3 separate regions of the Mus musculus genome follow, and regions 2 and 3 are each linked to region 1. The links are chromatin contacts, called in public HiChIP or PLAC-seq maps. All regions are on one chromosome and are shown on one strand. Each heading gives the region's core, a stretch centred on a gene start, on an enhancer-like site or on the middle of the called end of the contact. The rest is flanking DNA. Distances are from core to core; before and after follow the strand shown. Region 1 holds the start of Zfp518a (zinc finger protein 518A). Region 2 overlaps Blnk (B cell linker). Region 3 overlaps Cc2d2b (coiled-coil and C2 domain containing 2B).

Region 1 (3,594 bases), core at 2-2,501:
TGCTGGGAAAAAAAGCAATTCAATTATTATTAGTAAAATGTGCCTTAAGAAAACCAGACTTTCAAATTAACCACGCTGTGAGTTGTTTTTACATTACATCCCTGAGATAATCACAGACAGTTCAACATTCTCATGAATTCCTCAAAAACTGACCCCTTTCCCCATTTTCAAGACTTTTGAAAAAAATAATTTACAAAAACTAAAATAACCCAAATTTAAACCTGAAGCGAAAACTGACCCTTAACTTTTGTTTTCTAAACTTTGAAGTTGCATCTGTTCCATTGGTCTAGATAAGAGTTAAATCACATCATCTATGCATTCAGACCCAATACTTTTGAGTTACCAAAGCCATCTAACTCAAGATACTACCCACTTAACAAAGAGGACACCATGTTAAGAACAGATTCAAGATGGACCCTACAAGTGGGGAAAAAAAAAAAAAAAGCCCGTGACAAAGAAATCCATATGCCACTGGGTGTGGTGGTGGTGGGGGCAGTCTACAAGAGGACCACTTTCTTGCCCAACTCTGAGGGCGCGCAGTGCGTGCGCCAAGAGAGCGGGGAGTCTCTGCAAGGAAGAACCCCCAATAGCCATAGACTGGGCCCATAGTAGGGATGCCGTCGAGGCGGGCCCGCGAACCTACAGCTCGAGGGGTGCGGACTGAGGGCTGCCCAGCCCGTCTCCACCGGGCGCGGAACCCGACGAGCGATGGCTTCGCGCGCCAAACGCCCCCGCATCGCCCCCAAAACGCCGCGCCCGATCCGCCCCTTTCCCCGGAGTTCCGCTGCCCCTCGGGCGCGCGGATGTACACTGTCGCCGCGCCGTGCGCGCGCGCCCAAGTCCTAGGCTCTGAGACCGTGGGGGAGTTCTTAGGGACAAACTTACAACCAGCCCAAGCCGAGACGACAATGACCAGCCCTAAGAGCTAGCAAGAGCCCCGGGTTAGAAACCAAGGACTTCTCTAGAAAACTTTGCGGCAAGTTGGCCGGAAGCGCTGAATGGACGGGACTATTTAACATGAGCTTCCTAGCGCAAGAGGCGGATCCCCCCCAAGACCATTTGGGGGGAACCCTAGCACCCCACGATTTCGCCCTTGGCCCCTTGCCGTCTCTCTGTGCGTCCCGACATCCTAACTGGTCTTGGCGGCTCCGCACACAGGGAATACCTGCCGTGGTCCCCATTGCCTGCGAGTCCCAGATGGCGGCCATTACCCCTCCATCCGGGTACTGCCGGAAAGCCGAGCGCCGCGCTGCCGGCAGCGCACGCTGCGGCGGAGGGATCCGCGCTGCACCTGAGGCGAGCGGAAGGGAACGGCGGCCGGAAGGGCCCCCGCCTCAGCCTCCCGAGAGTAGGCCATGGCGCTGAGTCCACGGCTGACCTCGTCATACGGCGCCTCCCTGCGTCCCGCCTCACCGCCCCCCGTCTACTCACCAGCCGCGGGGATCCTACTGCGGGGGGAAGAACGGGGAAAATGGCTACCGTCCTTTCCCAAGTAGACACCAGAAGCAGGAACTGGTGTGCTTGGCAAGCCTTGGTTGACAGGAAATGGCCTCAACCCAGAGGTTTTAGGCAGCCCCCATCTTAGCAAATGGCGTGTTCCCTGTACTTACTCGGATCACGCGAGTTGTGGTATCCCTTTGACGTCCCAGTGGTTGGACGAAGCTGCTACCCAAAGCTCTGGCCCACAAGGGAGCCAACCCTGAGCTCCAGAGCAGCCCCACGCACAGGCTACCTGTGAGGGACACTCTTCTCTCCCGCCGCGACACGACCTCCTCCCACGGCACGGAGGACTCGTCTGAGCGAAGGAAGTCCTCTCAGCGAAGGAAAACCCTCGCACGCCCCTCACAGACTCAAAAATGGAATCCTTGCCCCCAAGAAAAGAATCCTTCCCCACCCCACACAAGAGTCGTACAAAGTCCAAATGTGGCTCCTCTCTTTCAGAACGTTTCAGAAGCCTACTAATCTCACTTGGTAAATAATTACCTCCCTTAAAAGAAAAAAAGGACAAAAAACACACGTGGAAGCACTGTGGAAACTGCCGCCGTCAAAAACTCGAGGCGGAGGGATATAGCAAAATATAAAAGATCGAATCTGAGAATTTTGGCTTCAACTGTGGGCCGTAGTTTTTTTTTTTGGGGGGGGGGATGCGTGGGGGCAAGGGGTAACCCAAATAACTCCTGACACGCACAAATTTTTCTTAAAACCAATTTTAAAACTGTTAAGAATTTTCCACTTTCTTAGGATATGCTTTTGAACGCATTGACCTGTGCCACACGGACTTTACCCTTTAAATTAAAAAAAAGAAAAAGAAAAAGAAAAAGAAAAAGAAAGGAATAAAACACACACGGAGAACCCTTAGTTTTGGGTGGTTTGTACAACAGTCCTCCTAGAAGCGGCAAGCTGAAATTCACACAAGAAGTACAAACATAACTATAAAAGTGAAGGTGAAATCTATTAATATCAAAAGGGCATATTTATAATCTATAATGATGTTTGCAAAATAGATTTTCTTTGGGGGGGGGCAGGGTAACAGGCCCTGAGACAGTGTAACAGAGCCCTGGCTGTCCTGGAACTCAATTTGTAGACCAGGCTGGCCTCCAGCTTACAAAGCTCTGCCTGCCTCTGTTTCCTGAGTGCTGGTAGATTTTCTCCTTAACACAATATTTTCATTGTTCCAGAAAAGAGGACACACATTGCTGAGGAGAGAAGTGGAGAAAAGCCTGTTTGTTTTTTAATAGGAAAAAAAAAAGTTGTTTTGGACTGTGAGTAGTTAGTTTTGTTATAGCTTTTATAATTTACATGACAAAAATGATGCATCATCATGTTCTGTAGTATTCTCATAAAACTTTATTTTTGCATCTATGTTCACCTTGAAAACCTGTGTTTAATTCTAGAAGACTCAAAGTTTTCATTGCATGCTAAATAAGCTAGAATGTTGGTGAACTCTCTCTCTTTTCCTTGTCCAGTTTTTTCATTTTTATCAAACTCTTACTCTTTGCTCTTTTAAAGTTCTGAACACTGAAGTTAATAACAAAAGGAGTGAAACAGAAAGGAAGAGGAGATAGACTCTAAAACTGCAAATGAACAAACGCTGGGTAATAGCTCAAAAAATAAAAAGATTTTAGAACGTTCCAAACTTAAAGATAGTTCATGGGAATAGGATAACCATATTAATGCTTTCAGAGATAGGCTGCTCTGAAGATGAACCTGCAATTTACTCGCAGTGGACAATAACCTCTTATCTTCTCATACTAAACCTGGTGGTGACAGTCGCAAAGTTTCCTTCTTGCTTACAAATCCTTTGTTTAAATGTATTATTAATTCATGGTCATTGTATCATAAAGGGGGTTAATATAAAATAATGAAAATAAATGGATATAATGCATTTCGCTTTAGGCATTCTGTCCTCATGGTCATTGTATCATAAAGTGGGTTAATGTAAAATAATAACAAAATAAATAGATATAATGCATTTTACTTTAAGCATTCTGTCCTCTGAATCATATGACATCATATCATAATGTGGCAGCTCTCTTATATATAAGTTCACAGAAAAGTAAGTATAGCTTGGTATACCGTAAGTACTTCAATTAT
Region 2 (3,719 bases), core at 566-3,065, 68 kb before region 1:
ACACACACACACACACACACACACACATATGAAACAAGTAATTGGGAACAAGGATTGTGGAAATCTGGGGGTTAGTCTGGGCCTGCAGCCACAGGTGCATGTCAGTAGAGAGCCATTGTCCCTTCTGCCAGAGGTAAGGAAAAAAGTTTCCATTTTAGCAAATGTGAACCAGTTTTACAAGTTCCTAAGAATTCCTGGCTCTTATCTAACCACCAGAAATCCCCCCTAGAGTCCAGATTGAGCTGGGCCTAGACTCAGTTTTGGACTGAGCCAGTGGGCCTACCCTTTGGGAGGGGGGTGGGGTGCCTTTTGGACCTGACAGTTATGGACTTTATCAAAGCAAAAAAAAAAAAAAAAAAATGGGCAAATGTCCAGAAATGTCCCTTGACAAAGGCAGGCCTAGGTAAAGGGCCCCACTGTTCTGCTCCTGCGGGACTTATCTTTTGTGCTTTAGGTTAAGCTTTCTGAGAAAGAGATGAAAAAAAATGACAATATGGCTGTAATTACTGTTCAAGGCCCACAGAAAAGCAGCCAGTTTTGGCGCCCGTGGGCAGTCAGCTCAGGGGGCTAAGGACAGACAGTACATGTGCCTGTGGGTCAGCCAGAGCTGGCCAGCTGGATTCATGCTTTTTGCTCTGTGTCCCTCTCCTGTTACAGACAGCCCTGCAGATGAAGAGGAGCAGTGGTCAGATGACTTCGTGAGTGTTTGCTCCTGGGATCAGGAGGGTACCAGCCTTTCGAGGAGACCTCTTCAATGGCTTCTTTCTGAACCACACTCTGAAGGCTAGCTGAGCAACACGGGGATGGGGGGTGGGTCTCAGAAGGGCTGAAGAGCCTCCTCTTGGTAGGTGGCAGTGACCTCGCTGAGAGCTCACTTGACCCAGTGCTCATCAAAAGTCAGGCTGAACGCTTTTACATATAACCTTTCTCTATTCTACCATGGCCCTGGGAGGTAGATAGATTACCCCATTCTTTGAGCTCACAGACTCACAAAACCAGAAGTAACACATGCATTTAAATACTCTGTACTAATAGGCATACTTCTGACCTAAGCTGCCCAGTGCTCTCTTACTCTCTGACACCAGGCAGGAGAGCCGCCAAAACAAAGAGTTAACGCCAGAGCTGGTACTCACATCTAATCTCAGTACTTGGGAGGCTGAGGCAGGAAGACTTGAGAGTTTAAGGCCAGTCTGGGTTACTTGGAGTGTTTGAGGCCAGGCTACTAAGCAAGCAAAACTCTATTTTCTAACAGAGTTCTGGCTAGAACCAGAAAGGAGCATTTCATTAACTTAGAGTTTCCAAACTCAAACCTGGGTCTCAGAACCAGGCTGTCAGCTACCAGGGTACCTGTTAGGACCAAAAGAACATCAGCTGTGCTTCCTAGGTCACGGAGTGAGAAAGAGGGACCTAGCCATAGTGACCCTGGCAGGTCACTATGATGGGAGCTGAGTCTAAAGTTTTCTTCAACATTGTTGTATCCATCCACAATGTACCTTCCACAATGTGCTCTGATCTGAGTTTCGATCTGTGAGGAACCCTAAACACACCCCCACCTCATTTATAAGGAAGCGGAGGTCAGGAGGACAGACTGACATTTCCACTGTCCCTCACGGGGACGACGCAGAATGAAGACTTCCAGGCCAGTGTCTAGAATCGAATCTGTGTTCACCACCTGGATGTGGTCTTTAGGACAGCAGTTCCTCCTCCTTCAACCGCAGAAAAAGAAAAGAAAAATAAGGGGAAGGGTGATCTCATTGCGGGTCACTGGGGCATGAAGTTCCCCCTAGAACCCAGTGTAGCGGAAACCAGAGTGTCGGGGGTGCGCCCCCTGCTGGCTTCAGCGCAAGATCACATCTGCGGCTGGGAGGGAGAAGACAGCTTGCTGGCTGAATTAAGAATTTGAAAGACAGCAAAGGATAGGTATATGGGAGGGTTTGAAGAGAGAAGGGGGAGGGGAAACGGTCTAATTATATTATAATCTCAAGAAATAAAAGAAGTAATCTTTACAGAGAAGGTATAGGTCGAGGAGTACAAAGTAAAAATTAACCCGGAGAATAGGGATCGACCTACCCTGAAGTTAAACAGCCAAGATTAACAAGGATTGGTTAAATTCCCCTAGCGGTTATTTTTACTTTGGTGGGTCTCCGCTGCAGATAGTATGAAACACAGGCTTGTTCCTAAAGCCTTTATGCCCGACAGAGGAACCCCGTTATAACATCCCAACAGAAAGGAGACAAGTGTCTGTCTCTGCACTGGAAAGTCCTGTGTGATCATGGCAGGAGCTGGGTGAAGCAGGCAGAAACAGACAGTCTCCATCAGTCTCCATCAACCTCCACTTCCTGTCCTCTGCCTCCGCTGGAACCCCTCCTGCCTCCTAAGGTGGGATCCGCTCACTAGACAGCACCTGCAGGGTACCAAGCACGATGCTTACATTTGCAGGACAGTGACTATGAAAATCCAGATGAACATTCGGACTCCGAGATGTATGTGATGCCTGCCGAGGAGACGGGCGACGATTCCTATGAACCGCCTCCCGCTGAGCAGCAGACACGGGTGGTCCATCCAGCCCTGCCCTTCACGAGGGGCGAGTATGTAGGTGAGGTCGCTGTGGACGCTGGGACCACAGGATGGGGGAGATGGGCAAACAGCTGCTGCCTGAGGGTCCCCTGTCTGTCTCCACTCTCCCTTCGGAGCAGCAGTACAGGAGCAGGCAGGTGCACAGTGGGGTGGGGGGGGGGGGACGGGGGGGCGGGGGAGGGAGCATTGAACAGATTATCTGAACTGATAAAAAAATGTACCCTAAGAATTGCTCTCCCCACCCCTGCCCTCATAGCCCCACAAGAAGTCAACCCAGACATTAGTCCTGTTTCTCCTAGGATTTCCTTCATCCAGGACTCTGGAGCTTCTGAGAAGCCCACATAGAATAATGGTGTCCTTCAAGGACCCAAGTGTCCACCACAAAAGCCCCCTCTTTGTTCTGGTCCAGACAGCTTTGCACACAGGCCACCTAAACTGTGGATGTCCACTAGGTAGTGTGTGTGTGTGTGTGGGGGGGGGTGGTCGGTGAGCCCTGGGCCTGCAATCAACCTCTTAGGTCAGCCGACACTGCACAATCTGGCTTTGAGGCATGCCTCTGGTGGTCCATCAAGAAGTCTAGCATGGTAGCACAGGTCTATAATCCTAGCTGGTGGGTGAGGATGAGGCGGTAGGATCCCAAGTCTGAAGGCTGGGCAATTTAACAAGACCACACCTCAAAATAAAAAGTTAAAACCCAGAACATAAACAAAGAGACAAAATCCAGGCTGTTGAGTGTTGCTCAGTGGTAGAGTTCTTACCTAGCTTGTATAAGGTCTCAGGAGGAACGGTAAAATCATTTCTGTTCTCATCATAGCAAGGGACCAGGAGATTCCCTGAAGGCAGGGATATTGAGTGTGTTCATAACCAGGGTAGTGTTTGCGTGTGTGCGGCAAGATTATCCTCACTGTTGTCAACAGCCTCTCTCCACAGGGTACCAGTTGATGCTAGTTCTTTGTTCCACAATTAGTCTGTTGAGCCCTTACTCTGGTCAGAACCATGCTCTCGGCTCTGAGCACTGAGCTAGGTAGCATACTCTTGCTATTTTCTATATATTGCAGGGCAGCACTTTATCGTTATAGCTTCTTATCCCTGTCAGCCTTATGGAACAGGGATGCATCTTCACTGTATAGGGCAAGAGGAGA
Region 3 (3,791 bases), core at 708-3,207, 81 kb after region 1:
ACTGAATACCAGGCCGAATAAGATAAACAGTTAAGTAAGATTATTCCCTAAGGCTCCGAGGGAATCATGGAAGGAGTTTAAAATCCACTAAATTAAAACTGAGAGAAAGATTTGGAATTAGGAGGTAAAGTATACAGGAAAGCAGTCTAATGGACAAGAAGCCTGGGGCAGGGGAGCATCTTAGTGGGCAAAGACACTTACCATGGAGGGCTAGTCAGTAACATGAGCTCCATCCTGGGGACCCATGAGAAAGCCCAAGGGAAACACCACAGCATGCCCTCTGACCTCCACAGCATGCCCTCTGACCTCCACGTGTGTGCCCTGGCACATCTCCTTGCCACCCATACACACACATACATACTAATAACAATAATATTTATTTAGAAAAAGACAGTAAGTATTAGTTATGGGGCCAATGAGAAGGCTCAGCTGGTAGAAGCCTGCTGGCCTGGCCACAGGAACCTGTGTAGGCAGAAGGAGAAAGCTCTCCAGTTTTCCTATGACCACTATGTGTGTGCTGTGGCATGTGACTTGTGAAATAATAAATACAATTTTAAAAAGTTGTTTTTAAGTATTTATTTATTTTATGTATGTGGATATACTGTCGCTGTCTTCAGACACACCAGACGAGGGTATCAGATCCCATTACAGATGGTTGTGAGCCACCATGTGGTTGCTGGGAATTGAACTCAGGACCTCTGGCAGAGCAGTCAGTGCTCTTAACCGCTGAGCCATCTTTTCAGCCCCTTAAAAAGTTTTTTTTTTTTAAAATGGTTATTATTTTGCTCTACATGTATCTTCTCATAGTGTTGAGACTTTCTTAGTGGAAAAATAAATAATTCAAGTAATGATAGTAATATTTAATATTTATTGGTTATGCTAAGATTCATACTGATTTTCCCCTTTTAATTCACTCTCAGTTTTGAAGGTAGGCATGTTTATCACGCACCCTCTTTAATGAGGACTTGGAGTTTAAGGGGCTAAAGTGACAGTGAAAAGCAGAGTGACACTTTCAGCAGAGGTTAGCAGGATGGAGAGGTGAACAAAGCCTAGCCCACACCTGAGTGAAGCTGCTGACTTTAAACTCAAGCCAGTCTGGACACTGCTCAGCCCATTGCCGTCCTGTCCCTACGTCTCTACTTCTCCTGCCCAGCTGCTGGCTTTAAACCCAAGCCAGTCTGGACACTGTTTGGCCCATTGTTGTCCTTGTCCCGATGTCTCTACATCTCTGGCTCAGAGTGCTTGCTCTTCATTTCTGTGTCTCCCGTTTCACCTCATCCACCAACTGAGGTGGAACCTGCCTGCTGTGGATTTTCTCTGTGGATCAAGTAAGAGTTATTTATTGAGATCTTATTAGTGCCACCTACTAGCACTTACAACCAGGGTAGTGGATCAAAGGGGACATTAACAAATTTGACAAATAATAAGCTATGGCAAGGGATCTTGGGAAATAAATCATATCATAGTAATAAACAAACAAAAAAACAAATAAGCAAAAGGTAAGACTGGAAATGCCGAAACGTGGCCAGATATCCACGTCAGGCCGGAATATATTCAGAAGTGTAATGTAAAGTGTTAAATCCTGGAGAAGCAGAGAAGACATCGTTAGAGAGTTAGCTCAAGCCTTACAGTGTAGTTTCTGAAACCGGACGGTGGTGGTGGATGAGAACAGCCACAGAGCCAGGCACGCCCGGGATGCCGCATGACCCCTTATCTCATTCACTGCACATTTGCCACAGACAGCTGCTGGGGTGTGAGGTGGTTTTATATTCCCGGAGGCCACGCCAAGAGCCCCATTTTACAAGAAGAAAAGTAGAAACTGTTCTTTGCACTGTAGAAATGTTGGTGTGCCAGCATTACCCTCAGGTCACAAATGCTTGCCCTTGAAGCTCTCGGGTGAGCGGGTGAGCGGGTGAGCGGGAAGTCTCCCAGACTGGCGGCTTAAGTGTGGTTGAGTTTCTTTCACACTTTCCCGGCACTTACTTCTAGTACTGAGGTTCCCAGGGTCACCAATGCCTTCTTCCCGAAGTACAGAAAGAAATTACAGAGAAGTATGGCATGCTCTTCTTTATTTCCAATGGCCAAACTAATGCAGCACTGGGCAAAAGGAAAAAAAAAAAAAGGAACAAAAAATAATACAATGTATTTTAAAAGGAGGAGGAAGAGAGGAAGAGGAGGAGAGAGGAAAGAGAAAGTTGAGTCCAGTAAACAAGGCATTTAGAGCCGTGAAGTCCAGCTTCCACTTTATCAGGCTGTTACTACAAAAGCAAAGCAGAAAGCTCTGACTTTGATAAGGAGTAAGAAGAAGAGAATATTAACTTGGGACACCGGGCCACTCAGATAATGGGATAGGTGATACGGATACTGTACAGAGTGGCAGGACAATTTATATCCCAGACAAGGCATTTCTTGCAAGGCAGATATACTGCCCTGAGCTTCCAAGGGTGCATTCTGGATAAATAATCACACAAGGATCTGGGAGAGTGATAATTGGGGCCTTGGAGCTACAGTCTGTCCTGTACCAATACAGTGTTTGATTCAAAGAAAGGAAGAGATATAAGTCAAATGATGCTCAATCAAGAAGCATAATAGAAACTTCTTACCCTAAAGAGCTAGACAGATGGGCTACAGATAAGAGATCCAACCCAGGATACTGAGCGAGCGTGTATGATAAACAGGAATAGGTACAGCAGGAAAGGCAGCCTGGTGGCCTAGGCCCACGACAATGGAAGTATGTTTGTTTGGTCCTTAGACATTTTTGTGTGTGTGTGTTTTTGTCTTGTTGTTATTGTTGTTGTTTTGAGTCCCTGTCTGTTCTAGAATTCACTATGTAGACCAAGCTGGCTTCAAACTCAGAGATATTTGCCTGCCTCTGTCTTTTGGGTGCTGGGATTAAAGGCATGGGCCACTACTCCCAGCCTTGGCCCTAGAATTTTTTTAAAAGAAAACTTTTGTGTAAACCTTTAGATTTCTGACTTCTGTTGAAAAAAAGATTCTGACTTTCTATTAATAACTTTGGGCCTAAATGTTCAATTGCCAGCTGTTAAGTCTCTCAGACTATCCACACACCCAGAAGGGAGCTTACACTGGACCGAAGATTTCTGACACTTAGATAAAAGCCAGAATTTCTCTGGAACTTATGAAACTGGTTCCCTTCTACCAGGAGTCATTTCCCTTACCTCTAGCAGAAGGGACACATGGCTGCCTATGGTGCCTACCACGATATCAAAGTCCATGTTGGCCTCTGTGTTCCCTCAGTATCACAAGTGCCTCTTCACATTTCAAAGTCCATCCTAGGCCTCCTCGCCCCTCCTCTACCCTCCCTCCAGCTCATGGGCTTCCCTCCCCACAGCCATCCATCCTTCCTATATCCCAGCTATTCCCACTCTTCTCTTTGTTACACACGTTCTCTCTTTAGCTTTTGCTGTCCACTTTCTCTCTGTGTCTCCTATTACCACTAACTCTCTCTATTTCACTGCTCTCTCTCTCTCTCCCCTCCTTTCCCCTCCCCTCCCCTCCCCTCCCCTTCTCTCTTCTCTCTCTCTCTCTCTCTCTCTCTCTCTCTCTCTCTCTCATTGCTATTTTCCTTCTCTCGAAGAGAGCCCTGGTGGTGCCCAGTCTGCCAGCCATTTCCATCTACTTCTTTTTGTCTACACCCTGGGCTCCTTCAGGTGGCTCGGTCTGTCCTCCCTTTTCTATCTACAACAAAGCCCCTAACCATATCATGGGTCATGTCAGCAGTTTCTTTACTGTGCCCACTGGGATACAGCAGCAATCTGCTGTTGAGTAGC

What was found. HiChIP or PLAC-seq counts read pairs in DNA pulled down with a chosen protein or histone mark.
Region 2: a contact with region 1 is called in an H3K4me3 HiChIP or PLAC-seq map of bone marrow-derived macrophages, with 2.1 times the contacts expected there. The contact joins the enhancer-like site here to the promoter of Zfp518a in region 1. A contact is called at or near these places in 1 of 15 datasets of contacts at CTCF or cohesin (the NIH/3T3 cell line), 3 of 484 Hi-C or Micro-C datasets (the G1E-ER4 cell line and embryonic stem cells), 7 of 115 datasets of contacts at active chromatin or transcription factors (CD8 T cells, bone marrow-derived macrophages, embryonic stem cells and 1 more) and 3 of 9 other capture datasets (adipose tissue, liver and pancreatic islet).
Region 3: a contact with region 1 is called in an H3K27ac HiChIP or PLAC-seq map of the HPC-7 cell line, with 5 times the contacts expected there. The contact joins the enhancer-like site here to the promoter of Zfp518a in region 1. A contact is called at or near these places in 13 of 39 promoter capture datasets (the 3T3-L1 cell line, 3T3-L1-derived adipocytes, the C10 cell line and 8 more), 16 of 484 Hi-C or Micro-C datasets (CD4 T cells, CD8 T cells, LSK cells and 8 more), 6 of 115 datasets of contacts at active chromatin or transcription factors (the 230-238 cell line, the HPC-7 cell line, bone marrow-derived macrophages and 2 more) and 3 of 9 other capture datasets (adipose tissue, liver and pancreatic islet).

Annotation. Positions count from the first base shown.
Region 1 is chr19:40,892,362-40,895,955 of GRCm38.p6, reverse strand. Zfp518a (zinc finger protein 518A) reads right to left here and starts at 1,251. Exons shown (of 5, transcript NM_028319.1): 1 at 1,166-1,251. Mir8092 (microRNA 8092) reads right to left here and starts at 1,253; the gene lies at 1,167-1,253.
Region 2 is chr19:40,961,222-40,964,940 of GRCm38.p6, reverse strand. Blnk (B cell linker) reads left to right here. Exons shown (of 17, transcript NM_008528.5): 4 at 658-698; 5 at 2,440-2,596. Among named protein-coding and RNA genes, the nearest start is that of Blnk, 31 kb to the left of the region's middle. Within about 2 kb of position 1,815, at least 45 of the 459 cell types and tissues checked have an H3K27ac peak or open chromatin away from gene starts, as enhancers often do. A contact at or near this core is called in bone marrow-derived macrophages, where this site is marked.
Region 3 is chr19:40,811,522-40,815,312 of GRCm38.p6, reverse strand. It overlaps Cc2d2b (coiled-coil and C2 domain containing 2B), which reads right to left. Exons shown (of 35, transcript NM_001376940.1): 30 at 1,984-2,097. Among named protein-coding and RNA genes, the nearest start is that of Gm33482, 4.9 kb to the left of the region's middle. Within about 2 kb of position 1,957, at least 45 of the 459 cell types and tissues checked have an H3K27ac peak or open chromatin away from gene starts, as enhancers often do. A contact at or near this core is called in the HPC-7 cell line, LSK cells, hematopoietic stem and progenitor cells and 1 more, where this site is marked.